7 separate regions of the Mus musculus genome follow, and all the other regions are linked to region 1. The links are chromatin contacts, called in public HiCAR-type, HiChIP or PLAC-seq and promoter capture Hi-C maps. All regions are on one chromosome and are shown on one strand. The core of a region is the stretch at or near the end of the contact, and the rest is flanking DNA. Distances in the headings are between cores, read along the strand shown. Region 1 holds the start of Tia1 (cytotoxic granule-associated RNA binding protein 1). Region 2 holds the start of Rab7 (RAB7, member RAS oncogene family). Region 3 holds the start of Hmces (5-hydroxymethylcytosine (hmC) binding, ES cell specific). Region 4 holds the start of Rab43 (RAB43, member RAS oncogene family). Region 5 holds the start of Aplf (aprataxin and PNKP like factor). Region 6 holds the start of Arhgap25 (Rho GTPase activating protein 25). Region 7 overlaps Sfxn5 (sideroflexin 5).

What was found. Promoter capture Hi-C pulls out the DNA fragments that hold promoters and counts their contacts. HiCAR-type assays count read pairs that join an accessible place to other places. HiChIP or PLAC-seq counts read pairs in DNA pulled down with a chosen protein or histone mark. Capture Hi-C pulls out chosen DNA fragments and counts their contacts.
Region 2: a promoter capture Hi-C map of neutrophils shows a contact between it and region 1, with 4 times the contacts expected there. The contact joins the promoter of Rab7 here to the promoter of Tia1 in region 1. A contact is called at or near these places in 5 of 39 promoter capture datasets (cranial neural crest, hippocampal neurons, liver and 1 more).
Region 3: a promoter capture Hi-C map of adipose tissue shows a contact between it and region 1, with 2.1 times the contacts expected there. The contact joins the promoter of Hmces here to the promoter of Tia1 in region 1. A contact is called at or near these places in 1 of 39 promoter capture datasets (neutrophils) and 2 of 9 other capture datasets (adipose tissue and liver).
Region 4: a contact with region 1 is called in a promoter capture Hi-C map of liver, with 4 times the contacts expected there. The contact joins the promoter of Rab43 here to the promoter of Tia1 in region 1. A contact is called at or near these places in 2 of 39 promoter capture datasets (cranial neural crest and liver), 1 of 115 datasets of contacts at active chromatin or transcription factors (cardiomyocytes) and 1 of 9 other capture datasets (liver).
Region 5: a contact with region 1 is called in a promoter capture Hi-C map of pre-B cells, with 3 times the contacts expected there. The contact joins the promoter of Aplf here to the promoter of Tia1 in region 1. A contact is called at or near these places in 2 of 39 promoter capture datasets (liver and pre-B cells), 1 of 115 datasets of contacts at active chromatin or transcription factors (astrocytes) and 1 of 9 other capture datasets (liver).
Region 6: a contact with region 1 is called in an H3K27ac HiChIP or PLAC-seq map of thymic regulatory T cells, with 5 times the contacts expected there. The contact joins the promoter of Arhgap25 here to the promoter of Tia1 in region 1. A contact is called at or near these places in 1 of 39 promoter capture datasets (neutrophils) and 1 of 115 datasets of contacts at active chromatin or transcription factors (thymic regulatory T cells).
Region 7: a HiCAR-type map of astrocytes shows a contact between it and region 1, with 2.7 times the contacts expected there. The contact joins the enhancer-like site here to the promoter of Tia1 in region 1. A contact is called at or near these places in 1 of 39 promoter capture datasets (liver), 1 of 115 datasets of contacts at active chromatin or transcription factors (astrocytes) and 1 of 9 other capture datasets (adipose tissue).

Annotation. Positions count from the first base shown.
Region 1 is chr6:86,402,576-86,405,979 of GRCm38.p6, reverse strand. Tia1 (cytotoxic granule-associated RNA binding protein 1) reads right to left here and starts at 1,761. Exons shown (of 13, transcript NM_011585.4): 1 at 1,458-1,761. The coding sequence starts at 1,483. It overlaps n-TGccc4 (a tRNA gene), which reads right to left and starts at 2,087; the gene lies at 2,017-2,087.
Region 2 is chr6:88,043,413-88,046,816 of GRCm38.p6, reverse strand. It overlaps Rab7 (RAB7, member RAS oncogene family), which reads left to right and starts at 1,547. Exons shown (of 6, transcript NM_009005.3): 1 at 1,547-1,744.
Region 3 is chr6:87,912,419-87,915,822 of GRCm38.p6, reverse strand. It overlaps Hmces (5-hydroxymethylcytosine (hmC) binding, ES cell specific), which reads right to left and starts at 1,847. Exons shown (of 7, transcript NM_173737.2): 1 at 1,812-1,847; 2 at 1,128-1,332. The coding sequence starts at 1,310. Copg1 (coatomer protein complex, subunit gamma 1) reads right to left here. Exons shown (of 24, transcript NM_017477.2): 24 at 2,228-3,404.
Region 4 is chr6:87,810,134-87,813,537 of GRCm38.p6, reverse strand. Rab43 (RAB43, member RAS oncogene family) reads left to right here and starts at 1,759. Exons shown (of 3, transcript NM_001039394.1): 1 at 1,759-2,191. The coding sequence starts at 1,994.
Region 5 is chr6:87,670,572-87,673,975 of GRCm38.p6, reverse strand. Aplf (aprataxin and PNKP like factor) reads left to right here and starts at 1,815. Exons shown (of 10, transcript NM_001372332.1): 1 at 1,815-2,116. The coding sequence starts at 2,021. It also overlaps E230015B07Rik.
Region 6 is chr6:87,531,465-87,534,868 of GRCm38.p6, reverse strand. Arhgap25 (Rho GTPase activating protein 25) reads left to right here and starts at 1,610. Exons shown (of 11, transcript NM_001037727.2): 1 at 1,610-2,043. The coding sequence starts at 1,983.
Region 7 is chr6:85,318,788-85,322,191 of GRCm38.p6, reverse strand. It overlaps Sfxn5 (sideroflexin 5), which reads left to right. Exons shown (of 14, transcript NM_178639.4): 2 at 2,602-2,670. Among named protein-coding and RNA genes, the nearest start is that of Sfxn5, 13 kb to the left of the region's middle. Within about 2 kb of position 1,616, at least 48 of the 459 cell types and tissues checked have an H3K27ac peak or open chromatin away from gene starts, as enhancers often do. A contact at or near this core is called in astrocytes, where this site is marked.

The DNA.
Region 1 (3,404 bases), core at 512-3,011:
TCTGAATCCTAGCACCTGGGACTCAGACAGAACTAACAGTTCTGAGCCAGTATAGGTATAGTTCAAGGATAACCTGGGTTATATAAAAGACCCTGTTTCCAAAAAAAAAAAAAAAAAAAAAGTAAGTATATTTCACATAATACATTAAAAATAGCAACTTGAAATTTAAATTGGGGCAAAGTGTATGGCACAGACTTTAATCACAGTGTTCAGAAGGCAGAGGCAGACAAATCTCTGAATTTTAGGCCAACCTGGTCTGTAATAGTGAGTCTGGGACAGCCAGAGATACACCCTGTCTCAATAAAACAAAACAAACAAAAGAAAAAAGAAATTGAAAATGGGCGAGGGGAAAAAGAATAACGTATCTGTACTTCAGAACAATTTTAATAACTAGAAAATGTCAAAAAGAACCCTAAATGTACATAGCTCTAAAAGTACCAGGATTCTAGAAATAAAAAGCTATGGCAGGAACTAGGTGCAGAGTTAAGGCCCGTAACATGATACATGTTCATCCTACTTCATTTATATGAACTATATGCACGATACATCAAGTTGCAATCTTCAAATATACCGGGAGAAAAAAACAACAACCAAAACCCACAATTTCTTGAGCTTTTCTTTTTTGCCCTGTGAAACCCAACAAAGGCACAACCGCCTCAACCCGTGCGTTGAAAAACAAAGAATGCAAGGGGAAGTTACATGACAAAGACAATATCCTAGACTCGAGTTACAAAATATTCACTAAAGATGCTTACACCTGACTGACCACAGTTACTCCATTAATAAAAATGTCAACCACTAGTCGCAAATGGTGGTAAATATGTTTTAATGAAACCCACTTTCCCTCGGTAGATGCATCCCTCCGAGTGAGATTTCCATTTTTTAAGAACGGTTTCAACATCCTTGGGTGTCCAGTTAGGTTTTTTGGTCGAGGGTCAGGGGAGTACTACAGAGGGAAAGCCGAAGACCTTCGAGAAAGATGTCTGGCTTTTTTTTTTTTTTTCTTTCCAGTTCTCAACTGCAAGTATAAAGTTTTTAACCTCAGCCTTCAAGAATTAAAAATGAAAAAAATCCTACCAAAAGAAAAGAGAAAGGACGTTCCAGATGGAAATCTGGAAAAGATTCATCGAAAAGAGGGGGCGGGGAAAAAAAGGACGCAAGCATGGGACTCCAGGAGGACGTGCCGAGTCCTGAGGAGAGCTTTGAATGAAAAGTCCTTCCTCCAGGTCTGGGGGCCGCGGGTGCAGCCAGCCGAGGGGTGACAGGGGCCGAGCCCCTCTCCCGCCATCGTCCTCTCGGCCCGGCTCGGCTCTAAGCATCCTGGCGTGCGCACGGGAGGGAGGAACCACCACAGCGCGGCGTCCACGGAGAACAATAGGCTGCAGAGAGGCGCAGGGCCGCGGCCTCCCTACGGGGCGACCACCATCCCGCCTCCCTCAACGCTGCTCCAGACTCACAGAGTCTTGGGCATCTCGTCCTCCATGGCTGCTGCGGTCGCGGCGGCACCTCAGGGTCCAGCTCCCTGCCCTTCGCTACCTCCCAAATCCTTGAGGCGGGCTATGGCTGCGGAAGAGCCGGCCTCCTCGCTTGACCGGAGGCTACTTCGCTTTCTTCTTTGGCAGCGATTACACAAAAAAAGGCCCGGCCTACCGCGAACAATGAAACCCCGATCCAAGATGGCGGCGAGCCGGACGCCTAGGAGCCGGCAGCCGAGTGACCCGTGCCGCGCATGCGCACAGCCAGCTAGCATGCTCACCCTCCTGGCAGCCGGGTTTAGGCTTCAAGGACGGGGTTCACTTGGTGCGCAGCCGCGCTGCCACCAGGCAAGGGATGGCTCAGAGTGCGCAGACGCAATGCCAGTAGTTTAGGATTTCTGTAGTTTCAGAGCGGAGTGTTTCATTTGTGAATTATATAGTGAAATTAAAAATCCTTGGGGAGGTTAAAGAAATAAAATAGCAGGTGTTTTTCTAGCAGGAAAATTTTCTTTTTGCACACTATTTAAAGAGAGAAAAGACATGCGCCGCCCGGGAATCGAACCCGGGTCGCAAGAATGGGAATCTTGCATGATACCACTACACCAGCGGCGCTGTTGAGGATTTGGGCGTCCGAAAACTCATAGGAGATACGTTAGTATCTCTGCCTATTGGATTCTTGATTTATGTAAATGAAAATTAGAACGAATTGATACTTGCACTTTTTCCGTTGCTTTATGAAACGATTCATTCTTTCTCATACCAATGCTGTTGAGTGGCTGTTTGAGAAAAATCTCGACTTTCATTTTTGCTTATTATTTAGAAGTAAGAGTTGTGGTAAGAAAATAAGGTCTACTTGACAATAAGCAATACTTTGCGAGCAGGAATCATATTTATGTCTGGATTTCTTTTGTATACCCAATGTAATCGAAAAGCTGGTAATAACAGAGTTACTGTTGCAAATTGGTGAGAAGAATCTCAACAGTCAGCCCTTGCTTAGGGTTCAGAGTTATGGCTCTGGAATGTGGTTCCGGTACTTTTTTTTATCCTTTCTTATTACACTATACATATTATGTAAAGCATTTATTAAAGACGTGAAAGTTTTTGTATCCAATGTCGTTCTTTTACATCAGTGGTCCTCAAGATTCCTAATGTTGCGACCTTTTAATACAGTTCCTGGCATTGTAGTGACCCCAACCATAACAGTACTTTTGTTGCTACTTCATAACTGTAATTTTGTTACTGATATGAATTGTAATGTAAATACTTTCAGCGATAGAGGGGTGGTAAAGGGGTCGCGACCCACAGGTTGAGAACCAATTGCGTACTCTGCCATATTTGGGATTCCCTCTCTCTTTCCTTCTTCCTCCCTCCTTTCCTTCCTTCTTTTCTTTCAACTTTTCTGTTTTTCAAGACAGGGGGTCTCTGTGCAGAACTGGCTGTCCTGGAATTAGCTCTGTAGACTAAACTAGCTTCAAACTCAAAAGATCCTCTTGCCTCTGCCTCCCTAATGCTGGGATTAAAAGCATGAGCCACCACCACCCCACATTTGGGAGTTCTACTTCTATAATTATCTCTAGAGTACGTCATATTTTCAGATTATATAGAGTCTATATTATAGACAGAAAACAAATATTGTCCACACTTCAGAACGCAGAAGTAGGTAGGAAGTTCAGGAGTTCAAAGCCAACCAATGCTATTTAGAAGCAAGCGCCTCTCTTCAAACAAACAAACAAAGAAACAAACAATAATTTTAAAGAAGAGTATGGCAAATATTTAAGTGTTTAAAGTATTTTGAACACTCTGGGGGTGGGTGGAAATCTATTTAAAATGGCTTTTAGTTTATCAGCATAGGTGTTCAACAATAACAAGCTTTACCCATTTCCAGCCCAGTGATCGTTCTGACTCTATGGTTTTGCTTTCTGAGTATTT
Region 2 (3,404 bases), core at 298-2,797, 1.6 Mb before region 1:
TACCCCCTTTTTTTTACTTGTATGAGTGATTTGCCTAAATGTGTATATAAAGACAACTTGTGCATGCAGTGCCCGTGGAGGTTAGAATAGGGCATTGGCTGCTCTGTGAGTTACTCTAGGGGAACTAAAGTCAGAAGAGATGAAAAGCAGACACAGTTCCTGTTGGGCCTCATAGTTGTCTCCCACTTTCCTCCTTGGGTCTAGTGTATCACTGCTCTTAGCCACATGCAGCTTTGCTTCCAAACTGCTGGTCTATCTGCCATGTGGAGGCTGATGCTATATCCAACATGAGGTAGAGAGACAGGGCCTGAACCAGCTTCCTGCATCCCTACAACTGTGGAAAGTCTGACTGGACCACCAGATTCATATGGGTCCTACTATCCGGTCAAATTTTAATAGATAACCCAGATAACTAGTTGCTGAAATTTGTACCCAGCAAGTATGTGTTTTTTTTTTCCCCAACAAGAACCAAGAACTGTCACATATACATCTTTGCACCCTACTTTGTCACTTCATATTTCTTGAAGATTTCACTTTGCATATGAATATACATAGACTTCCTTTGTTCATATCTTAGTTTCAAAGTATTCAGTCAAATGGCCAAGTAATAATTAACTAATGATTGAAACTGAGCAAACTCCTGTGTGTGTGTCTATTATATCAAATGGTGAGGATCTTGGCAGAAAGGTCTTGTTTTCCCCTATTCCTTAGGACCTACAAACCTTCTCTATTCCTTATATGCTAGAACATGTACTAGTGTTGTGGGGTATTCACCAGAAAAGACTACTCAGATATGGGTTTAAGCTAAGAAATGGCAGCTGGTTACTGCACTGGGTGTTCAATACCCCAGGACAACCTGAGTCTTTCTCAGGGTGAGCTTTTAAGCACACAAAAAAACATGTTCTGGGTTGACATACTTCAGTTAACAAGAACTGTCAGCCATAAACAGAACTACAGAAGCTAAAAAGCAAGGTTAGTACATTTTGAGACTTCCCCAGAAAGATATGGACTTTGATGGATTAGGCCTTTGTTTTAGTTTTGGTGGGCGTGACACTAAAATCAGCCTCATGTCTCTTCAGTTCAGCAACTCCTTAGCTCTCTTTCCATTTTCCTGAACCATCTGCCCTGCACAGGTAGCTCCTATTTCATCACTGGGTCTCCAACACTGGGGACACTGTAACTGATCATTTCCATCCACATTAGAGATTGTACCCAGTGGACTCAGAAGACCCTAGACTATACCCTGCCTGATACATGGCTGACTGACTAGCGTGTTCCAGAGGGGGACACTCTGGAAAGACCAAGTGACTCTCCCTCCTTTAGCTCTGTTTATAGGAGCGGGGTGGGATGAGGGGGGGGGACACCACTGCATTATCAGTTCTTGGCCCAATATGGTGCGCTCCAGCTTCTGCACAGCCTTCAAAGATGGCAGCCCCCATCTAGAAACGGCCATATTTAAGCCCCAGATGCCAGGCTAGGGCCTGACGCGACCGGAACGTGACGCAAGGTGGAGGTGGGGCTCCTCCCTCCAACCCTGGCGTCGGGCGTCTCGTGACAGACACTTCCGCTCGGGGCGGCGGCGGTGGCGGAAGTGGAAGCAAGGCCGGAGCTTTGACCATAAAGCCCAAGGCGGCGGCGTTGGCGGCGGTGTTTGGGGCCGGGCAGCTCCGAGGAGCCTGCTGGAGCCGGAATCGGACGTCTCTGTTGCGGCCTGCGTTGTGTCTCCTCCTCCGTTGACCCTGCGGTGAGCAGCGGGCCCCGGCCGCCCTTCCCCCGCCGCCGCTTGGGCCTCCGGGCCTGGCGTCCTCGGCGAGCCGAGCGCCGAGCTGGGCCGGGCCAGGCGGGGCGGCGCCCGGCGGGCGGAGGGCGATCGGCGATCGGTGGGTGGCGGGTACGGGATCCTCGGGCTGGGCGCGTCCCCACCGGCAACCTGCTGGGTGGGAAGAGCTACCGGCCGGCCGGCCACCGAGGCAGTGCTGCCAGGCGCGTCACATGCCCCGGCCCGCCGCCGGCACTGGGAGACAGGAGCTTTCAGGGTCCTGCAGGGTAAATCCCGTTTCCGAAGTTCCGGGAAGAAGGACCTCCCGAGTGCCTTTCAAATGGCCTGATGTCCTCCTGGCTCATAATCGTGCCGATGTTGAGAGTAAGGTTGTGAAGATTTGAGATTTCTCGGCTGCTGGGCTGCGTGGCAAGACCGCACAAATTGCCCTGTTCTCCCAACAGCCCCTCCGAAGCACCGAGGCAGTGCCTACTTACAGAGAAAGCGAAGAACAGAGAGGCTAAGGCACTCGACCAAGGTCACACCGCTGATAAATTTCAGAGTGAGAGGTTGAAACATAGGCAGCTAGACTACTTAGCACTTACTGGCCTCTGGCCTCTTGTACTTTAGATGCCCCCAAAGCCTGCCACCTGTTATCTGCCATCAGCACCCCCCTCCACCTCCTGTCTAGTGATGTCATTTGAGAGCCTCTTAGTCCTACCTTAAAGCCATGTTGTATTTGTACTTGTGACTTACAAGGCATATTACAAGGCATATAAGGTAGTGTAGTGTCATCAAACCAGAAGATCTTGAATTCTGGCAAGGTATGTATTGGATTTGAATAGGTTTCTTAGCCAGCTCTTTTCCTTGAGTCAGGTCTGGCATGCCTACTGTGTGCACCTTTCTACAAGAATTTCTACAACAACCTAACCTGTTGACTCTTCACCGTTGAAAATCTTGTGTTTTTGGTTTTCCAAAGAATAAACTCTTGTCTCTTTCTTGTGACTTCAGCAACTGATACCCACATGATTGAGTTAATAAAATCTCTTGTTGGCATATTTCTCTTCGATCTTGGTAATATTGGATCAGAATTGAGTGTAAGAACTGGAAAGTGAATTATAACTACTTCTGAAGCTGGCCAGACTAAAGTTTGGTGTCCTTGGTTGTCAATAGTTTAGTTTGCTACCCGGCCTGGTATACTTACGGGCTGTAAACCTATGTAATGAGTTTAGAAGAGGAATCGCTAAACGTGATTCCCTTTTTGTTGTATGATATTTTTGTCCTCCCTCGAGGGGAATTAGATGCCACTTCGTCCAGTGCACTGTCATGTGTGAGCAGAGGCTGGAGAAGACAAGTGGCTGGCACCTTCATTTGGGAGATGTTTTTCTTCCACATGTGTGTCAGGCATTACTGGGTCCTGACTCAGGGAAGAAGGCATGGCTGGGTTGTGTCCTCAGAGAATTGTAAAATGATGAGTCTCAGAGCCAGGAGCTGTTTAGGAAGGAATGACTCGGATGTAGAAAGAATCGGAGGCTTCTGCAAAAAGTAGTTTTTATTTTATTTTATTCCCTCAGGTGAATCAGATATCCAGATGTGTATTGTTCTGGCTAACTACTTGAAATATTTGCCAACTCTTTGTGTGTTG
Region 3 (3,404 bases), core at 598-3,097, 1.5 Mb before region 1:
CCATTTCTGCTCCCCAAGATCCATCCACTGAACTAGGGACCCTGGTCTGTTCAGCAGTTAAGGCTACTTGCTGCACTTGCAGAGGACCTGGGTTCAATTGCAAGCACTCACATGGTAGTCTTTGGTAACTTCAGTTCCAGGGGATCTGAAGCTCTGACTTCCAAGGGCACTAGGTACACGCCTGATGCACATCCATACATACAGCAGGTAAAACATTAATACACATAAATAAATTGTTAAATTTTAAAAAAATCAAAAATATTTTATGTGTGCTAAGACTGACCCCAAGGCTATGAGTATATGACATATGTTCTGTATCTCCGAGTAATATCACTAGCCCCAGACACACTGATTTTTTCTTTACATCTATTCGTGTGTATGTGTCTACTCTCTTGCGTGAATGCCACAGACTGGGAGTGGAATCAGAAGGCAGCTTGCAAGAGCTGGTTCTCTCCTAACAGGCAGCAAGTGTTCTCACCCACTGAGCCAGGCTGCAAGCTCTGTAAGCTCCACAAATCAGTTTTTTGAGACACAGTTTTACTATGCAGCCTTGACTAGCCTCCAACTCAGAGATCTGCCTTCCTCCGGCCTCCTAAGTGCTGGGATGAAAGGTGTGTGACACCACACTTGGGTTTTTGCTTTTTTGTTTTTAATATAAGGACAGATGACGCTGATAAATCAGTAATACTTGAAAAATGCGATCTTAAAAAAAAAAAGAGAGAGAGAGAGAGAGAGAGTCAAGCGTGTCAGAGTGTACACACCTGTAATACAGGATTCTGGAGACAGGCAGATTTGCTGAAAATCTGAGGTCAGCTGGGCCTCTATAGGGAGTTCCAGGACCGCCAGGGCTACATTCATAGTTAAGACTCTGTCTCAAAAGAATTCTTAAATGTATTCAGATATGAGGTTCACATAATTTGGGCATACATTCAAACAGTTTAACTGACCCTGAAGAATGCTGACTTATTTCTTGCAGAGACCCAGAGGGATTAGGGCCTTAATGTATCTGTAAAGGCTGCTTTTCGGGTCATTCCGGAGGCTGGGCAGATGGCGGCACATGGGTCACGAGTCAGATGGCCACGGCGATGCTGGCCCAGAAGCTCCGATGGTGCTGACACACTCCTTACCTTCTCAAAGTGCAGTCTGGAGAGCAGCACGGGGCTGCTGGACTGCGGGCTCTTGTTGTAGGAGGGGCAGTACTTGTCGGGGTCCCTCCACTGCGGGAGCCGCCGCCGGCCCTGCCGATCCTGATAGGCGCAGGCCCTGGTGAGAACCTCTCTGGGCAAGTGACAGGACGTTCGCCCGCACATACTTCAGCGCTGCCGCTCAGACCTAGAGAAAGTCACAAAACCCTAAGGTTCTCCTCCCTAGGTCACGCCAATCTCCCCGCGAAGCCACATCTTCCGCGGAGGCTCCGTTAGGTCAGCCAGTCCCGGCCACTGCGGGGCCCACAGTCCCCAAGCAGGCCCTCGGGTGGCGGGCGAGAAAGAAAGCCGCTCCTCCCAGGTTGTTTCCCACGGACGCAGCAGGGAAAGGTGAGAGCGCTCGGCTTTGACGCCAGCGACACTCGCGGGCCGCGGCCACCGCACTACCGCCCCGCGGGGACACGCTCAGGTCCCGGGCGGGGCCTTGTCGGCGCCAAGGCTCCAGCTCGGAACGTGGGCGGTCCTCGCCTGCCCGCCCGCCGGCGTCCCCTCCGCCGGGTCCTCTCTTCCGCCCGCTAGCTTCTCCTCAGCGCGGCCCTCCTCCCGCCCGCCCGTCCGTCCTCATCCCCTCAACGAGGCCCTCCCCACGCGCCCGCGTCCTCTCACCGCCCGAGGGTCTAGTCCACCCTTCCTCGCAGCTAGCGTCCGCCTAAGAGACGCCCGTCCCGCTCCTCGGTAACCCCGCCCCGCCCCCGACGTGACGTCGCGCCGTCGGGGTTCCCTCCCCACAGGTGGGGGTGTGGCTAGGTGAAGCAAGACAAAATGCACTGACCTGAGACAGGCACCCCAGGAGGCCTCAGGGTCCCCCTTCCCAGGCCGGAATCTGAAGCCAGAAAACCTGTGCTGCCCACCCTCAATGTGTAAGGCCATCCGAATTGAGACTCTCTAGCTATTCCCACAAACCCCTAAGGGTCAGGAAGCCCCACCTGGTTTCCTTTTTAACATTTGTGTGTGGGGTGTGTGCAAGCCTTTAAATAAAACTAGAGTAAGCTGTAATCTTCACAAAAGGAGGCTGACACCAATTTCTTTAATGAAGTTTATTTGAATGGAATGGCTTCCAGGCTATGACCAGGCCTGGGAGTAGAAGGGGAGGGTATTAGGCAGGAAGAATACAGTCAGGAAGGGCTAAGCAGGATGTGGCCTTGAAGGTCAGGCTTTCCTTTAAAGCCTGGAGAGGCCTTCATAAAGGGATGGAATGAGGCAGAGAGGCCAGGCAAGAGCAACTGCTCAGTCCCCAGGAGAGGGATGGAAGGTGGGGGACAGAGGGATGTCTTTAGGGAGCAGCCTTCAGGTCACCTACTTGAGAAAACCCCCCAAATGAGAAATCTCTTTATAACCTGTTAGGAAGTTTCACACCACGTTACTTAGTTCACCACTGCATGCCTGACCAAGTACATGGTGGAGCCAGGACCAGTCATGAAATAGGCCATAGCTAAAACAGCTTAACGATGCTCAAGTGTAGCCTGATGTCTTCATGTTATGGGATTCGGCTTAAAGGTGCAGGCCTCTGTTCTAATGTGTACATGTGCATGTGCATACAGTATACAGGTGTGCATGAGGTTAGGCGGCAACTATTGCAAAATGGTCCTCTCCTTCTACCAAGTGGGTAGTCCGTCCTGATAGGTACCTTTACCTGCTGAGCCATCTGAGTAGCCTCACAGGAGGTCCAGTTCTTCAAGTGTTTCCAACAGTTTAAACCACCTGATTTGAGTTTAAAGCCCAAGCCCTGAAGCATCCCCTAGGATTTCTTACTCCAGCCCAAAAGGAATGCAGATACTGTTTTTCCCACTCATAGACCCAGAGCAGATCATGACACCCTCTAAGGACCTTTGGACACCCATCCATCTACAGATGCCTGTAGATGAGTGGCTTACCAGACCTGCTAGCTGTTGTCATTCGGCTAGCCTTTAACCCCACCCTAAGCTTGGCACTGACAGTCCCGAGGGGCTATGCACACGCTCCATTTGGTGAAGGGAGGCCTCAGGGAGAAGTGGAGGCCCTGAGCACGAGCCTGCAGAAGCAGCAGTTATTCAAGAAATACATGCTGACTTATCATAGGGATGAGACGGTTTCTTTGAGTATAAATATTAAGAGAAAGTCTGAACATTTTATTCATTTGTCTCTCCTTGCAGGCATGGTGACAAAATCTACCCTAGCATTCCTGAATGATAGGATGGAATTAAAAAAAAAAATCTGTAT
Region 4 (3,404 bases), core at 510-3,009, 1.4 Mb before region 1:
ACTAACTACCCTTCTGCTTTCCCGAGTCTCTCAGCCTTTGCACTCCCCTTTCCCTTGGTGTGAGCTAGGCCTGTCTGAGGGGTATTTCCCACCCCACAGCCAACTTCAGGAAGGAAACCACTATGGTTCAGTGCACGTCTTGGGATGGAGGCAGTTTCTTGAGGCTGCAGTTCTCCACTACCATGAGTGTGCAAAGCATGGCTCTTGGAATTCCTTTGCACAGCACTTTAGGGGGTCCTGGCTGCAACTGCTGGGCATTTCTCACAGCCATGGAGTTCCAACTGTTTCAGAACAAACTCTTCTGTTTTCTCCAAGGTTCAGCCTTTGCCTTTCATCTACTTGGCCAGTGAGGCTGCTCACAGGGCCTGTGGAGATGGTGCCTGGGGGCTTGCTTTCTCTGCTTTCCTTAAGTTTCCTCTTCCCTTCCTTACTGGGGAAGTTTTGGATTTTGTCTTGGATTTTGCCTTTCGTTCATGGATGGATCTCAAGGCCCTAGAACAATGTTTGGCTTGCAACAGCCATTATTAAAAAACTATCGAATCAAATAGCCATGCAGGGCCTAAGGGGGCTGTCCAAAGAAGCTAGAGTATTCTCAGCTTTCTCTCATTTTTAGGGATGGGGCCTATTTGATCTAGTTCAAACTGTTTACAGACATCTGGGTCCCATTTCTGTGACTTCAGGTTTCTCAGGCCAAACTTCTGAGCTGGCTGACTCACAGGTTTCCCTTGTGCAGGAGGTGTTTGGCTGGGACCAGGACTCCTGTTCCCAGCCACCCCAGGTTTGACTGGACTCCTGTCTGCTCTATCAATTCTTCCAAATGGAACTCTAGGCCATTCTGCCCTCAAGGATTTTCATTTCCTCTGTCTTCCTTTTTCACCTAAGGGAAGCTGCCTTTACTGTGTGTCACCAGAACTTTCCATTCTCCGAAGAGGGAACATTGAGTTGTGTTCTGCCTCATCAGCCCTTCATTGTCAGCCATAGCTGTCCCCTGCCCCGAAACGACTCTTGCCTGTTCCCCACTGGGTGCAGGCCAGGCGAGGGACGGAGGCATGTCAGTGAGGGGTGGACGTGGGGCCCGGCTGAGAAGGGCATGAGGTTAGGGAATGATGAACTGGCGATTATAACGAGTTGTTGACCTAATAGGGGCCAAAGCCTGCTATGGGGGCGCAGCGGACCGAAGCGGAGTTGAAGAGGCGCGGAGAGCTGAGTTGAGAGGCGTTAGGGAGGAGTTAGCTCCAGGGCTACGAAAAGGTGCGGGTGGATTTCCGTCTTGGATGCAGTGCCTAAGGCGAGGTCCAAGCCAAGAGGCTCCGGAGGATTAGGGCGGGGTAAGAGATGTTAAGGGCGGGGTCAGGACCAAATAGAGGATCAAGGCGTTGTTGACAGCGAATCCGCACCGGGCTTAAGTCCGGGTTAGTGAAGTGCTGAGAAGTGAGAAAGAACGGTGCTGAGGGCGGGATTGGGGTGGTGTTGAGAGAAGGGTCGGAGGCTTTGGCCGTGGTGGGGTGCGGGCGGTGCTCGGAGAAGGATCGGGGAGGTGAGAAGCTTAGAGGGAGTGCTGGGGGGTCGGGACTGTACTGACAGGCTAGGAGGTGTTGGTTATGGGAGGGGGAGACTGGGCGGTCCTGGGGGCGGGACCCAGAGGCGGAGTGGCGGGAGATGGGCGGTGCTGGGGATCAGGGAGGCTCGCCCCGCCCTGAAGGCGGCGCACGAGCGGGCCTGAGGTAGCCGTGGGCCGGCACGGCACCGACGGCTGGCAGAGAGCTGCGGAGGGCCGGGCGGTGCGCTCCCGGGCGGAGCCGAGTCCTCGGGGCTCCGGAGCGGAGCGGGGCGGGGCGGAGCGGGACGGTCGATCGGTCCGCCGTGCAGCTCGTTCAGGTGCCGCCGCCGCTCCACGTAGCCCGGCGGCGGGCCGGCTAGGGCACACGGACCTCGGCCCGCGGCTGTCCTTAGCCCAAGCCGGGCCCTTGCGTCCCAGGACTCCCGCGGAGCCATGGCGGGCCCTGGCCCGGGAGATCAGGACGAACACTACGATTTCCTGTTCAAGCTGGTGTTAGTGGGCGACGCGAGCGTGGGCAAGACGTGCGTGGTGCAGCGCTTCAAGACCGGCGCCTTCTCGGCGCGTCAGGGCAGCACCATCGGTGTCGACTTCACCATGAAGACGCTGGAGATCCAGGGCAAGCGGGTCAAGGTGGGAGGCGGCGCGGCCCGCTGCTTTGCTCCCGGCGGGCGGTTCGCGGCCAGTCCTTCGGCTTCCCCTTCTTTCAGAACGGGCTTGGGCCTTGATGTCCGTGCTGGGTTCAGGTCCGAAAGCACCACCTTGGGCTCTGGGAGTGGTGACAGTGGGCGGCCAGAGCGTGGAGGAGGAAGCCTGCACCCCACTCCCGCCCCCCCGTCTCTCAGCCTGGGGACTCCTTCGAAACAACTTGCGGTGGAAGGCAACCTGCGGGCCGTTCCGTGAGCGCCACGCATGCCGGGACAGACCCTTCCCTGCGCGGCCCTCTGGGGAGCACTCAGCCAAATAACGACATCCCCGTGACCGGGAGGGACCAGGAAGTAGTGGCTGCTAGGACCGGAGGTCCAAAAGTTTTTGTCAGAATTTCCTCCCTGGCCACGCCTCCCCGCGGTCTCTTTTATGGACCCGGTGGTGGAACTCCACTCCACCAGGGCCAGCGCGGAGTTGGGGTGGGGGTGGGGGGCCTCCCCGACTAAGGGTTGATAGAAACCGAAAACTTCATCACAGATACCGGAAGGTGGGGGAGAGAAGCAAACTTTGGCAATGACCCCAGCAGAAACAGCAGGATGTGGTTGTCACAATGTCCTGGCAATGATTTGATAAATAATATTTGTGATGAATGAAATCAAGTTTCTTAACCTAGGTGTCTGTCCTCCCTAAAAAAAAAAAAAAGGTAGCATCCTGGACAGGACACAGCGCTGTTCTTGTGCACAGAGGCTCTTAGTAACTTTCCTGATTTCCACCCTGCAGAAATCCTTTGCCGTTTTTCACGGTTTCTGGTTCACAAGGATCTTCAAGACAGCTTTAAAGAGAACTGGGTGGGGGCAGTCTTGTGTTTTCAGACGTGAAGCCCGAGGATGGGAGTCTTTTGACCCTGTTGCTGGTGTGGCTCGCTGCTCATTTGGGTGGCTGTAGGCCTGTTCTCTGTTGCCCTTGGCTGGAATACTTTGTTCTTTGTTTCTATAAAGTTGGGATAATTTCTGGGTGTTGCCTCTCTCCTGTCCCATAGTGTAGAAAAAAAAAAAAAAAGCAAGTCAACAATCATTGTTTTTATGACCACTGTGCCTCTAGAGATTTGCTTGCAACGTTTTAAACGGTCTTTTGGGTGTCTTTTGGGTTTCAGTGTATTTTGGTTTCCTTGAGGTGGAAAAGGGCCAAGAGCAGGCAG
Region 5 (3,404 bases), core at 566-3,065, 1.3 Mb before region 1:
CCATATGGACCTAGTGCTAACCACTATATGCAGTCTGCCACTCACCAACTGCCCGCTGTGGTTATGGGAAAGGTTAAGGGTTAGGATCTGAGTCATGGACAGGACCTAGGATAAGAATGAGGGATTAGGGTTAGTGTCCTAGTTAGACTTTTTGTCAGTGTAACACAAGCCAGGGTCATCGAGGAAGAGGGAATTTCAATGGAGACAATAGGCAGGTCTTCGGGCTACTTTCTTGATTACTGATTGCTGTGGGATTGGCGTCACCCCTGGGCAACTGGTCATTGGTTGCATAAGAAAGCAGATTTAGCAAGCCTTGAGGAATAAGCCAGAAAGCAACATCTTTCACAGCCTCTGCATCGGTTCCTGCCTCCATGTTCCTGCCTGGAGTTCTTGGCCTGACTTCCCTTCTGCCCCCCAAGTTAATTTTGGTTTTCTGGTTCTGTATAGATTTCATTGGAGTTTTGATTAGGAAGAGGGACAAAGAGCTCCAAGGTCCCCAAGTTCATCTTCAGCCTCCTAAAGTAAGGCTAAGGTTTAAGTAGGGGGCCAGCATTTGAATATCTGAGCCATCTCCAGTTGCAAGGTGTGGCCCTGCCCATTACTGCTGAGGTTCTAGTGCTTCAGCAAGGCATTCTGACAAATTGACGGGACTGTGAAATCTCTCCGGGGGAAAGTCTCTCGTCTTGATGGGTCTGCCTTTTGACTTTTTAATCCAGCATGAGATTACTAAGGAAAATTCCAGTCTCTTAAGGCCCACTGTTCTGAGAGCCAAAATGAGGGTCACAGTGACTCTTTAGAATAACTCCATTTCCCCTAGGCTTGTGACAAGGTGGCCTCTTGGGGAAGAGAAGACCTTGTGCCTCCTGGAGGCATTAGGGGATAAGACTCCAACTCCATGACCTTCTGCAGAGTCCTGTAGTACAGGCTTTAATATGGAAGAGAAAGCCCTCCAGACACAGGCCTAGCTGAGGCTGTCCTCAGCCACAAGAAAGGAAAAGATCTTAAGAGAGCAGTGCCAAACTCTGGGCCAGGCTTCCTCCAAAGAGAAAGTTCCCTCTAGCTGGGAGCCCTGAGCTTAGCAACTGGCTTCTCCATAGAAAAGACCACCTTTCCCCTCCATCCCGTCCCTGTAGGTTTGCCCCCCACCCTCGGACCCTAGGTTTGCTTCCCCCAGTCCAGGCCTCCACCAAAGAGAAAGACAGGCCTGCTACAGATCCCAGCCAGAGAATATGCCTCTTTTATAGAGAAGGAAGATTCTCCGGCCCCGTGGGCCAAGTGTCTGAGCCAGGCCTTTGAAAATAGAAGCTCCACTGGCTGCAGATCCATCCCCAAATGAGTATGGGGCGCCTGCACAGGAAAGTTAATGACCCTCTTGAGGCTGAACCCTAAAAATCTAAGTCCAGACATACTTCTTGGAGTAGGGAAGACAGTCCTGCCACGGAGGCCTTATTCTAGCCGAAGCTGTCTCCTTATGGAAGAGAAGGGGAAGAAGCAGATACACACATCATACTCCATTGGGAAAAGAACATCCCCCTGTTGAAGTCACAGGGCCACGGGCCAGCACTGTGGTTCATTTAAAAACTCAGGCCAACCCTCTCCTAAGGCCTTGACGTCAGCACTACTCTAGCCCCACCCCTGCCCAAGCACGAATCAACCTAGGCGCAGAGATGCGCGTATTGCCTTCTGGGATTGGTAGTTTTTCCATGCAGTCTGTACTCCGGAAAGGAGCCGAAGGGAGGTGTCAGGAACTACAAGACCCAGCGTTCCATGAGTCCTGTGAGAGGAAGTGCTGGAAGATTGTGGGTGTGCGTTCCAGTTTTTAAGCTGTAGTTTGGCGGTCTGTTGACAGGTATTCCCTGCACGAATCACAGGCTCTCAAGGAGTGGGGATTCCGGAAAGGGAAGAAGCACACTCACCAGGAAAGGAGCCTCGGGTTTCACACCCCTTCGGGCCATGCCCAGCGTGCCTGAGGGAGGTGGCTACGAGGTATCTCCTGGCGAAGGAACCTTCTCTTACCGCCATGCCTTCGGACTTCTTTCTGCAGCCTCTGGACGGCGGTCCCCGCGTGCCCGTGGGGCCGGGGCAGACTGTGATAGGCCGCGGGCCGCTGCTGGGAGTAAGTGTGGGAGGTAGTGTGGGCGTGGGCAGCCAGAGCTTGCTCAGCCGAGGCTGTCTCTTGTCTCCTGAGCTTGGGAACTCCGCGTCTTGGCTCTGCTTGTCAAGATTTTATAGGTTTGGGGCAGTAGGTTTTCAAACAACGTTAGTCAAGTCCCAGACATTTCTTTTTGGTGCCTGTATGGTTCGAGTATGGACCGAGTTAACATCATTAGCCTATCCAGCTGGCAAACGAGGGCCAAATCCAAGTTGAGCTAAGTTCGGGTTGTAAGATGTAAAATGTAAACAGACCAACTAAACAAAACCGCTGCTAGTATTTAAAGACGTATAGTACTCTAAAGGTTAATGTGTTGCATGTTGACCTACAAAGCTTACAATATTTACGGTACTGTATGAGCCATAACAGGGAAGGTTAATCACCTCCCTTAAGCTAACTTCTTTTATCTCCTTGCCTTCTCTGCTGGGCTGGTGGGCCTTACCAATAATAGCAGTATCCCTTTTGGTAGTATCAGTAGCTGTCTTTAAGTTGTCTGGGTAGTGAACCAGTCATTGTTCTAAAGAGATGACTTTAATTTACTACTTCCAAAACTTTTTGAGTTAGGTGCTTTTTATTAGCCTTGTTCAAATGAGAAAGTTGGAGTATAAACTGGTCATTTAAAGGTGATACATGTACAAATGGCCACTATGCTATATATTCTTTACCCTCTTTGGGAGGAGTAGGAACCAAACCGTTTGCAGTTTGCACTATGAAATTATATTTGGTGGTATTAAACCATTTAGCATTGCCACAAGACCTATCATTTACAAAGGCCACTCTAGAGAACCTGGCGGTCGAGTTGAAATATCACAAGGGAGAGATGGGCTAGCCATTAAGAGCCTGGAATTTATTACAGAGGACTGGCTTCCCAGCACTTATGTCAGGCAATTCACAAATGCTTGTAATTCTGCCTCTCTGGGCAATGTACACACATGCATATCCTAACATACAGGTATACATATATAGTAAAAAATAAAATTTTAAAAATTCACAAAAAATTGTTTTTAAAAATCTCTGCCATTATTTTCCACCTGAGTGGTATTTTCTGTGTTCTTACTGCCCTGTTTCTTGGTTTCTTTTCTCTTTGTTTTTCCCCATTATCATAAGAGTTTTGTGCTCCAACATAGATTGTTGGATTGGTGTTTATGTTTTTATGAGCATGGTAGTTTTGTAGTTTCCGTTTCCGGGTTGTGCTTTAGATTTTGATATGTTTTGCTCTAGCTGTTGATTCTTGGAGGGTGTGTTGATATGT
Region 6 (3,404 bases), core at 361-2,860, 1.1 Mb before region 1:
TGTGATGCCTCTTAGAGATGAAAGCAACGATGTACATAACTTGGAACTCAAAAGTGGTCTAGTCTGGAAACATCCATACATTATATATGTGGGCCATTATCTATGTGGTGTAACTAAAGTCTTAGGGCAGCCATGATCATCAAGATGATAAAGATGTATCTTTACACCCACTGTAAGCCCAACTTACAGTGAGAGAAAGGATAAAGAGAGAAACCGGACATAGAGTACCAGGAAAAGAGGCAGAAAACCAGTCTGGTTCACAGAGTTCTACAAATTGGCAGCGGCCACCTCTGTCCATTGCTGATAAGGCTGAGAGGTGAGGATGGAGACCTGGTTCAGTGACAGGAAAGCTGTTGGTGTCTTGAGAAGCCACTCTATGGGGTCCTGGGGGCAAAAGCCTCAATGGGAGAAATCCAGGAAGGAAAAAGAGGAGCGATCACAGTAAGTCCAACAGTCCTTAATTTAAAAAAAAAATTCTCAGAAATAGTCTATAGCCAAAGGAGGAAGTAGTGTCAAGAGAGATTTTTTTTGATATGAAAAACATTGTAGTGCTAATATTGATTGGAAAGATCCAAGAGAAAATAGAAAGAGGAGATGGAGCTGAGCTGGGGAGAGGTGAGGTGGTCCATGCAGCAGGTAACGGGAAGGTGGGTCACCTGTCCATAGCCCGTGGGAGGTGTTGAAAAGCAGTTATCCAGGAGAACTGAGGTAGATGGCCCAGGCCCCAGGCATGTGCGGTGTGCTTGGTGATTACATGGAAGGCTTGGAGCCTGCAGAAACCTCATAGCAGCCCTGCAAAATCAGTCTGTTAAGTGCTACACTTACAGATGAGGGAATCAAAACAGAAAATAATGGTTCAAGAGCCACATCCAAAGTCAACCGGCCTGAGAATTTGAACACAGCAGTCTGGTTCGAGGACCTATCAGCTCAACCGCTAGCTCAAGGTGACCTATTTGAAGATGTAAAAGTCTGCCACAGACTGGGCTAGATAGAATGAAGGTCAAATAAGTGCTTGTGGGGTATTGGCTGTGTGTCAAGAGTCTGTCCCACCAGCTTCTGCAACGACTCCTTACCCCACAGTTGTTAAGGATCCTGTTTCTCTGAAGAAGTCGTGGAGGCCCAGGAAGAGTCTGTTAAAAGGGGAGGAAAACTGAATTTTTTTACACATGGTGGTCTGGTTGTAAACGCCACAGCATACACAAGGGGGGAGAAGCAGTGACCCTTTGTGTGGCTCTGCCTGGCTGGAATCAAAGTACCTGCTGGAAACCTTCTACCCAAGCAGGTGTGAACTATGTGGTCCTTTCACGGCAGGAATTTTTAAAGATGCTGCCCATTCTTGGGCAGAATGCTGGCTGCCTGCCTGGCCTCTTTTAGCCGCCAAAATCTGGAGTCAAGGAGGCGAACACAGGAGTCCAGGCACATGGCGAGAGCCTTGGGAGTCTCTTTCCATTTAATTAAAACCACAGTCTTATAACACAAACATGCACTAGCTTTACAAAGATTTCTAAATAACATCTTCTGAAGACAGTGTGCTCATAACGCTACAACACTGAACAGCCAGCCACTTCCTCAAAACGCAAGGAAGCAGACAGTTAAGAAAAAAAAAAGCAGTTGTTTATCACAACTTCACTTCAGTAAGGCCTGAGATTCTGCCCAGCAGGGCTCTGCTTCCCAAGAGGCAGTGTCAACTGGGACATTTCTGGTAAATCTGAACGCAAAGCAGGGTGCCAGCCCCTGGGGGACTGTGGGTGGGACTTGGGGAGTTTGGGTGCCATCCCCGAGTGACAGATGGATGGACGGTTCATGAGAGAGAAAGGAGGAGACACGTGGGCAGATCGGTCTGGAGCGTAAGAGTGCCTGCAAAGCAAGCAACAGGCAGAGAAGGCAGAGGAACCGAAGTGAAGATCAGAGAAACAAGAAGGGCACAGCCTGTGACACACTGTGAGCCACTTGACCAGCTACTCACCCACCTCGGAAGCAAAATGTCTCTCAAGCTGCCAAGGAACTGGGATTTCAATTTGAAAGCGGAGGCTTCAAAAATAGGTAAGGTCGGGGTCCAGGTATTTCCTCGGGGTTCTTATGCGTGAGCACCCACTATTTGCATTCTGAGTTGTGGGAGCTCAGTCGGCCAAAGCACACCACACAACAACACTGAGCTTGGCAGAAATGTGCATTCGGGTGGACGAGTCCTGAGAAGTTCTAGTGTGCTGGGGTTGGGGGGGTTCTCTTCTCTCTGGGGGTGGACTATGTGGGTCAAGGGAACTTGGATGGTTTCGGCTGTGCATTGGACACAAAACTGAGATTTTGTTTCTGTCATTGGAAAGTCGGTTCTTTCTGGCATGGCACGTCGTCTAACTGTTGAATGGCTTTCAGTAAGAGGACAGAGACTCGAGTATTTTGAAGTGATTCATCTGTGGATGAATTCAAGGGAGTGTCACATTTTTTGTGAACCCAGAGGCCAATGAGGGACTACCTATAGTTAAAAGTAGACAAGGAGAACAGGGTGAGAGAATAGAGGCTTTTGAAGTATAATAACACTATTCTAAGGAACAGAACGTGGGAGAACGCAGGAGAGTTGGGAAAGATAGACTTTAGTTAGTTATGAAGGATAATTCGAGGTGTTCATATCATTTTCCTCTAACAATGGTGATATATATTCGTCAAATCTATTGTTTGCTATTATATAGATGTCTTGTTTTCTTGCCACCCCCTGCACCATGAATTCTCGCTCTGTAGCTCTAGTTGGCCTGAAACTTGCTATGGAAACTTAGATTCACAGAGTTACTTTAGTGCTCAGATTATCGGCATGGCCTGAATACCTGATATTTCTTCTGTTATTAAACTTTAGTTTTAAATTGATCATAGTCAGATGAAGCACACACACACACACACACACACACACACACACACACACACACACACATACACAGAGACACACACACACACGACTATCTACTCAGTGAGATAAATTTCTTGATTTTAGGCTTTACAGTGTTGAGGTATTTGCAAACAGCATGGAAGGATTTTGCTTAGAAGAAAGTTTTGGCCAGATGGTTCATGGTGGTTGGTGTGTTAAAATAAGTAGTTCACTAAAAGCTCACAGATAGGAAGCAGGTCAGAAAAGGGCTTTGAAATGAAACTGAAAGTAACCAGAGAAGCCATTTATTTTGGTGATCAGGAGCCCACATTTCCAAACAGAGCTGGAACTGTGTGCCAAAGCCAGCTCCAAGATGTGACACAGGGAAGAAAGAGCCTTCTCTCCTGCCCATACAAACATACTCTCACTAAGTCACTCAGATTAATTTTAAGGTAGAATATCTGTCCCTCTGCTCCTTGGTAAGTGTCCCACCTCCCCACTGTGAAGGCATTCCGCTCTCTCACCTTCCATATTTCAGCTAAAGATG
Region 7 (3,404 bases), core at 367-2,866, 1.1 Mb after region 1:
TTGGAAAGCTGCACCGCAGGTGGCCCCACCTCAGTGGCGACAAGGTCTGCATCAGCTACAGAAAGAGATCTGTCCTCCTTCCAGATTCCCAGTGCTGAGATTAAAGATTTACATGACCATGCCCACCTCCTCTCTAGTCTATTCAAGTCACCTTGTAGTTCTTGTCTCTGGAGAGTAAGGGGCACTTGCAGCCACCATCCATTTAGAGGTGAGCAGAAATCCTGGAAACAGAGCAGAGATACACATCACTACTAAGGACATCTTTAGTCTGGAAGAAAGTAGAACAACAGCGCCTTCTTGTTGGGTTTTGTTGCTGCCCTGTGCATTCAGGTTTCTGATTTTTACCTCAGCTACTTGAGAATAGGTTACATTCATTCACCCAGAATTCTTCAGTGCACGGACTCTATAACTCATGGTCACTATGCTCAGGAAATTTAACATAGCTACAGTATTTTTCACCATTTTTATGTGTCTGGGTGTTTTTCCTGCATGCATGTATGTATGCACTGTTGGATCCCTGGAACTAGAGTTACAGGTAGCCCTGAGCCACCGTGTGGGTGCTGAGAACCCAATACAGGTCCTCTGCAGGAGCATCAGTTCCAAGTTCTCACTTTCTAAAACCACACAGTATATTAGTTTTATTTCATTCCTGTCCCAGCCCTGGAACAGCCATATCTTGGGGAAAACCCTGGTTCTTTTATGGACTGGGTGTCATCAGGGGTTTTTGTTCATCCTTTAGTGTCCACAAGTCTTGGGGCTGTATAGTGTAGTTGATAGGAGTACTTGCTTAGCATACATGATGCCCTGATTCAATCCCTTGGTAACACACATACACACACACACACACACACACACACACACACACTCCCTCCATTCTCTGTCTCCTGGCTTATTAAGTTGGACTCTTGCTGATAGCATGCATTTTATGAAATCATGATAATTTTTTATTAAAAAATTATTTGAAAGCACAAGTTGACTTGGTGTTCACTCAATTCATGAACAGTTCAGTGGGGACTCTCCTTTGTATTCTTAGGGATGAAATTTTGCTAGGACAGTAGGCATGAATGTGCACCGTGTGTGTGTGTGTGTGTGTGTGTGTCTTTTAAGTGGAGACTAGTTCCAGCCATTTGGGCTATGGAGGTTAGGAAAGAACATATTTGGCTTAGGATTAAGTGCTGAGGCTTAATCTGGGCTCTGCTCTAGAGTGGAGGGGCTGCCCCATGCAGGCATAGCTGATGGGCAAAAGCTGGAAGTGAGGAACGGGCTTGATGTGCCTGGGAACCTTAAGATCCCTCAGGGGAACCATGCAGGGTCTTTACTGGGAAGGAGGGACAGGAGTTGACTGCATCGTGAGCTGCCCTGGTAAGCAGTGAGAGAGGGGGAATGAGTGGGTCAGGCCTTCAGTTTCCTTCACTGTGGTACTCGGAGAGATGTGGGACCCTGGGAGGACTTTGGGGCCAAGCCCAGAGTGCAGTTAGGCATGAACCCCCACTGTTTGCATCTTGCCCCTTCATCCTTTAGCTAATGCCTTCTCTTTTCCCTCCCAGCTCAGTCTCGCCCTATTGGCTTTGTCCTCAGGCAGAAGGCCCAGCAGCCCTGTTGCTTGGTATCCATTCAGTGTGCTTGAATGCCTGTGGCCTGCTTAGCACAAAGCCCTCCTATTCCAGGGCCTCTGCTCCTGGGCAAGGCTAGGGGAGTTGGCCCTGCGTTCTGTGCTTCACCGTGGCAACAGGGCAGCGAGCTGAAGGAGGGTCTGGGCTGTGAGCTGAGGCTGCCATACTTGGACTCTGCCTGCGGGAAGCTGCTCTCTGAAGGCAGAGCAGAACCTCAGAGAGGGGCCCCGTGAAGGGTGGGCAAGCTCTCTCTCTGGAGTTCCTGAGCAAGGAAGGTGCCCATGTACCTAGGGATGCTTGGGTGCTTCTGAAGTGCCTAGACTAGAGCTCAGGACAGTGGGGCAGGGAGAGAGAAACCATGGGAGACACCTGGAGGAAAGGCTCGAGAATTATATATAAATATTAAAGGGGTATGTGTGTGTGTGTGTGTGTGTGTGTGTGTGTGTGTGTGTGCACATATGTGAATGCAGGTACCCACAGAGGCCAGAAGAGGGCATTGGATCCTCTGGAACTTAAGTTACAGGTAGTTGTAAGCTACCTGCTGTGGGTGCTGGGAATCAAACTTAGGTCCTTTGCAAGAGCAGCAAGTGCAGGTAGTGTTTGAGTCATCTCTTCAGCCCCAGTCATGATGTATTGTTTCTGTTTGTCTGTTTGTTTTGAGACAAGGTCTTTCTATATAGCCCAGGATGTCCTGAAACTCACTCTGTAGACCAGGTTTGCCTCCAACTCACAGAGATCCACCTGCCTCTGCCCGCTGAGTGCTAAGATTAACAGGTGTGGTGGCTCACACAAAGGTATCATGCAGAGGTATGTGTCTTAATTCTCTCTGAGTTGATTTTAAGAAGCTCCCAGCCCTGAGATGCAGACTGAGGTCTCAGTAGGCTCCATCACCCACATGGAGAATCCTAGGGACTATGGATGAGGTCACCATTATCCTGAGCTTAGGTACAGCCTCTGACTGATTCTCCTCTCCTCTCCCTTTCCCTAGACATCCTTCTACGGTCGCTTCAGGCACTTCTTGGACATCATCGATCCTCGAACACTCTTTGTCACTGAGGTGAGTTACAGCCAGCACAAAGGTCTTTGTACCTTCTTGTCACTTTGGACTATGTGGGGCATCTGAAGGGATGAGGAGGTGAAGAAATTAAGAAAGATTCGAGGTGAGAGGTTGGTCATACACCTCTGTTTGTCAAGCTTAGTCAATCGAGAGGCATCCCTACATGTGCTGTGAGATTCTCCCACAATTCCATTGGCTCTCACTGTACTCTTTTGAGAGAAACAGTGTTTCTATTATTGAAACCTCAATGTCATTATTACCAATTATGTAAATTATATACTCAGCATAAAAGTTCAAACAGGGCCTGTACTGGCTAGTTTTGTGTCAACTTGACACAAACTGGAGTTATCATGGAGGAAGGAGCTTCAGTTGGGGAAATGCCTCCACGAGATCCAGCTGTGGGGCATTTTCTCAATTAGTGATCTAGAGAGGAGGGCCCCTTGTGGGTGGGCCCATCCCTGGGCTGGTAGTCTTGGGTTCTATAAGAGAGCAGGCTGAGCAAGCCAGGGGAAGCAAGCCAGTAAGGAACATCTCTCCATGGCTCTGTATCAGCTCCTGCTTCCTGACCTGCTTGAGTTCCAGTCCAGACTTCCTTTGGTGATGAAATAGCAGTATGGAAGTGTAAGCCGAATAAACCCTTTCCACCCCAACTTGCTTCTTGGTCATGATGTTTGGTCAGTAATAGAAACCCTGACTAAGACAGGGCGCAAGGTGGGACTCAGTAATATAGCATT